2 separate regions of the Danio rerio genome follow, and region 1 is linked to region 2. A link is a contact called in public Micro-C data. All regions are on one chromosome and are shown on one strand. The core of a region is the stretch at or near the end of the contact, and the rest is flanking DNA. Distances in the headings are between cores, read along the strand shown.

Evidence for each region. Hi-C and Micro-C count contacts between places; a contact is called where the count stands out from the background.
Region 1: a Micro-C map of caudal fin shows a contact between it and region 2, with 2.4 times the contacts expected there. The contact joins the enhancer-like site here to the promoter of adcy6a in region 2. A contact is called at or near these places in 2 of 18 Hi-C or Micro-C datasets (caudal fin and an unstated tissue).

What each region holds. Positions count from the first base shown.
Region 1 is chr23:15,568,053-15,570,764 of GRCz12tu, reverse strand. The region is part of intron 3 of adcy6a (adenylate cyclase 6a); the gene reads left to right. Among named protein-coding and RNA genes, the nearest start is that of adcy6a, 44 kb to the left of the region's middle. Within about 2 kb of position 1,299, at least 9 of the 62 cell types and tissues checked have an H3K27ac peak or open chromatin away from gene starts, as enhancers often do. A contact at or near this core is called in caudal fin, where this site is marked.
Region 2 is chr23:15,612,152-15,615,047 of GRCz12tu, reverse strand. It overlaps adcy6a (adenylate cyclase 6a), which reads left to right and starts at 1,492. Exons shown (of 24, transcript XM_017353730.4): 1 at 1,492-1,713.

The DNA.
Region 1 (2,712 bases), core at 50-2,549, 44 kb after region 2:
AGCCTTTAAATGTCACTTTCAGCTGTATAGAAGTGTCTTGAAAAATATTGAGTCAAATATAATTTACTGTCATCATGGCAAAGATAAAATAAATCAGTTATTAGAAATGAGTTCTTAAAACATTTATGATTAGAAATGTGTTCAATAAATCTGCTCTCAGTTAAACAGAAATTAGGGAAAAATAAACAGGGAAATTAGGGAAAAATAATTCTGACTTCAACTGTATATATATATATATATATATATATATATATATATATATATATATATATATATATATATATATATATATATATATATATATATATATATATATATATATGCTTATATAGTAATATATATTACATTTAACTCTATAGCTTAAATTCTGCATATTTTATTTAAATTATACCGATAAAATTATCACATAAATATTACCACATACTGCGCCACTGCATCGCCCAAATATGTGTTTGAATGCAGTATCAGAGCTGGACAAATTTTTCTGAGAAAAATACAAAAAAATCAAGATCGGTGTATTACCAAAATAACCTTAGTTTAAAGGGCACTTATTTCATGTCTTTTTCAAGATTAAAAAAAAAAAAAACGCACTCCTACATCAGGTTGCAGTGACGCAATCCCTCAAATGAGAAGGATTTCAATCCTATTTTAATCCAAGAAAATGTACGAAAAGAATCTTCTTGTATTTACGTCACCACATTATGACAGTGAACGCACTATGCCTAGACACAGTTCTGTTCAAACAGCTTACAAAAGATGATTTTCTTCAAGGTGCTCTGTTTACAAATAAAAAATTGATCGATTGATTGATTGATGGAGTTAGTTAGTTAGTTAGTTAGTTAGTTAGTTAGTTAGTTAGTTAGTTAGTTAGTTAGTTAGTTAGTTGATTTCATTTATAATCTGACGTAAACTCTATGATGTCTGAAATTATCAACTGAGTCTGAAAACTCTTTGCTGTATAGCTCTTCAGTGCACTGCATGTTTTTGGTTAACATTAACTAATGGTTTTATTAAATGTTCTGTAAATGTGTTTTAAACCACAATGATCACAAAATATAGGTGAGCAGGATATAATATACATCCTGTTCACCTAGTCCTGCTCTGCTGCTAGTAGTGAGTGTGTGTTTTTGTGTTTAAGTTAGAACCAGAAAGGCCTGTTTCAGTTAGCTTGGTTAGCTAAAGGCTATTATACAGTCTGTTTGTATTGTGTTTATGTACTTGTTTAATATCAATTGTTTGCTGAGTGCTGGATTGATGTCTGTACTTTGTCAGTTATTTATGGATAATCTTGCTGAACGTTTGAATGATAAGAGACTAGTTGTGGTGGAGTCTCATCACTTAGTTCTGTGTGACTCAAAAAGATAAGATAAGCAAAAAAAAAAAAAAAAGAAAGAAAAAGAAATATGGGGAAAGCACCACAACTCTGTCCCAGAAAACATGACATTCAGAAATTAAACCTCCAGATGCTTCCAGATGAAGTCGTTGCCCGAAACAGGAAGTAGCTTGAGAAACTGTGTCCTATCAGTCATTGCCCTGAGAGGAAATGACTTTTATATGCAACTTTCCCATATTTCATTTTTTTTAAAGACTATTAAGTTTTTTTGAGAATGTTTTGATCTATACTGTTCACTGTTTTAGGGTTAGTGACATTTAGTGACATCAAAAGTTATTTAATCCTGTGGTTCAAAACTGGATTTTCAGCACAATTATAACGGACAGTCAGATGATTGTTCAGAAATTGTTTTGATGATAAAGAAACATTTATTTTGAGTCTTTTAATATTTTGATGGAAATCCATAATTGTGTTTCATGATACTTTGATGGATACAGCATTTATTTGAAACATGCTGTTGTGAAATGTAAAAATAAATATAAAAGTTTTTTATTTTTGATCAATTTAATGTAGGCGACACGGTGGCGCAGTAGGTAGTGCTGTCACCTCACAGCAAGAACGTCTCTGGTTTGAGCCTTGGCTGAGTCAGTTGCCGAACATGTGTGGAGTTTGCATATTCTCCCCGTGTTCGCGTGGGTTTCCTCCAGATGCTCCGGTTTCTCCCACAGTTCATAGACATGTGGTACAGGTGAATTGTGTGGGCTAAAATTTACTGTAGTGTATGAGTTTAAGTAAGTGTGTATTGATGTTTCCCAGAGATGGGTTGCAGCTGGAAGGTTTGGTAAGTTGGTGGTTCATTCTGCTGTGGCGACCCCGGATTAATAAAGGGAATAAGCCAAAATACTGTTTATTACTTAATTTAAACGTTAGGAAGTGTGTTGATTTATGGGTTAATGACAAGTTTATTTAATAAGGATATTTAAAAATCTAGTTTATTTAATATAAATACATGTCTATAATACATTTTATGCCATTTCATTCATTTGTTTATAAATATAATTTTCATTAATATATTCTTATCTGATATTTATACTATCTTCAATTAATCTGATATTTTTTAGTGTTCTTAATTCATGATTTATTTGGCAAAAAAAAGAGTATAATTTGATTTGTACAAGAAATTTAAAACTTGCATATTTTTAAGCCATTGTACCATATTTACAATAGGGTTGGATTAATAGACAATGCCATCGTCCATTACCAATGGCCGATAGACATACCGATGCCGAACCTGCATCGCAATCCTCTGCCCTGCCTCCATTGCAGCAGCAGCCCGCTCGCAAAAAATACACACTTAGGCCCCGTTGACATTAATACAT
Region 2 (2,896 bases), core at 243-2,742:
ATCAATGTGTGTGTTCACTTGTAATTGTAATGTTTACTTGGAATGTGCAATATTGCAATAGGTTAGCTAGCTAGCAAGGTCAGCTGTGAACTTTTAAGTTTTAACATAAACAACATGAATAGTAGAGTAATGTTGAATAGTATGTTAATGACAGTTGCATGATAAATAAAATTTAGTTTTAGTGGCAATACTACTTTTGAATAGATATCAATACAGGGAAAAGTTTATTAGCGAGCACCACCATGTTCTATGGTAAGTGAAAGAAGAAAAGGACAGAACTGAAACTTTCTGCAGATGAAAGTGAGGGTGGGATGGGTTTTAGTGAGCATGAGAATGATGCAGATTGGACATTTGATAAGAGCAGTGATGGAGTCAGTTCAGGTAAGCTCAGAGGCAGATAAGACAGGCGCAGTATAGTATATTATAATATATAAACATTGTTAGCTAGTAGCTCATTCTGATTCATCTGGATATACCAGACTTGTTATTTATTTGTTATAATATTTAATGGAGAAAATATGTATATTTACTGTATGTTGTATACATGATAATACAATATTATGTTTGTTTTCAATAATATTCAGCAAAAAAAGAATGGAATAAATGAAAGCTGTTGTGTTATCAGTTGTTGGAAAGCATGTATAAGGTGTTATTTATTAGTTTAGTGTTAAAGATTATAATACAGCAACAGCAATTAAATCATTTCAAACAACTAAATTATTAATTATAAATAAAGTTCTAAATTTGAAATGTCTACATTAGATCCACTGTTAGACGTTGTTGCCATATGGCAACATTTCATAAAGTTTGCAACACAAAGACATTTTTACAATATTTTTTACAGCACTTTTTACAGCCATTTTAAGAAAAGAAAAATTGTTACTTTTTTAGATCTATCATAATGCATGCAGTAGAGGATTAAACATTTAAGTTATCTGTTATTAAACATTTAAATTAACTCAATGAAGAGACCACATTTGGTCAACTGATTTAATTGAGTTGTCGATTTCCCATTACTCAAACGAACTGAGGGAATAACTTTTCTCATATCATTTGAGTAGTCTCAACTTAGGGTTTATAATATTTTTTCATGTGAGCTTCCATGTTATATAGCAATGTTAAAATTCAAAAGATGAATGGATGGATGGATGGATGGATGGATAGATAGATAGATAGATAGATAGATAGATAGATAGATAGATAGATAGATAGATAGATAGATAGATAGATAGATAGATAGATAGATAGATAGATAGATAGATAGATAGATAGATAGATAGATAGATAGATAGATAGATAGATAGATAGATATGTCATCTAATTGAGTGTATTAGAATTATTCTCCTCGTCCACCTTTGTGAGTCTTTCTCTCCACATGAGAGCAGAGGAGCACCAAGAGGAGGAGGAGGAGGAGGACAGGTGAAATCAGCTGGCTGTGCGGAGCTGCATGTTCGCAGGCCTTTAGGGGGAGTGTTGAGACGCGTGGAGACTGAGACTGGCACCGCGTCTGAGTGAAGGGGGAGAGGCTGGGAAACGACGGGAGCACAAGCAAGGCAGAGCTTCACTGTCTGTGGCCCTCTGTCCCCTCGTCCTCGATGCCTGCAAAAAACACATCGGCCGACCCATAACAAGGACACCGAGCGACCGAAGCACCGCGCGCTCTCTAACCACCGCCGCCGCCGCCGAAGCGCCCGAAACGCATAGATGTCCACGGTGAGTCAGAGCTTTTTTCTTGGGTGATCAGTCATGTTTTATGTACGCCCGCTTACTAATGGACAAACGTTATACAAGCGGCTTGCCTTTTACAAAGGACATTCAGAAGACTCGTGTGCGTGCTTGTGGACGGCTTCAACGCAGCGTTAGCCTTGAGTTTTGACATGGTGAAGAAAAAAATGCAACACCCCTTTCTCTCCATTCACACCAGCGATGTATATATACTCAAGATTGAACCTCTGCGTCTTGGCTGTTATGTTTCCCTAAAGGTCGAACGCTGCCCCAAAAATAATGTGAAATAACAAGCAAAACAACAGCCGGCGGTGTTAATAGATGTCATGCGCGAGTCCTTAAGGATGTCCATCTGATCGGATGTTTGCCTCTATAAAACAAGGCTATGGTGACTGGTGCGTTGGAATGTTTGCACAGTATGATCTCTATAGCATGTCCACCGCAGATATGGGCACGTTCACGGCCTGTGGCGCGCTATAATTCAGCTCTCCGGGTGAAGGACAGGACTGTATAGCCCACACTTGGCGGTCGGGTGTGACATGCTGTGTTGCACAAGTATCCGCACACTGTTACTGTAACAGCCTCGACACGGTCACTGCTGCGAATATGGTACACACACGCACACACACACTCGCAGTCAGTGTTATGTAACGAAACATCTCCAAACGGCCTATGGGAGAAATGCTGCATAGTTCTTCTAGCAAGATGAGCCATCGATGAAGCACTGAAATTATGCAGCATGCATATGTTATGGCGATGGAGAGCAGTCGGTGGTGTGTTTATGTGCGTCAATGCTTGTCTAGCGTAAATACGCGGATTATTATTTTTGTAGGATAAGGCAGCGTGATCTGATTGATGGAGCTTTTTTATTGTGAGAGGAAACCGGGGCTTAGATTAATAACGGTTGTGTTGTTGTGGATGATGCGACGTTGTGATCTCTGTATTTGCATTATGTAACATCAGCGCGCGGCTGTTGAAATGTCGTGCAAACGTCCCGGAGGAATACGGCACGATATAGCCTACGAGAGCCAGCGAGGAGAGGATGCACGGTGGTACAGATACAACCACAGTGTGTGTATTTGTGCAGTGCTTCTCTTAAGTGTGGCCTCTGCTAAAACAATGACTCGAGAGTAGGCTGTGTAGGCTATTGGGCTATGGAAGTTAAAAGGTT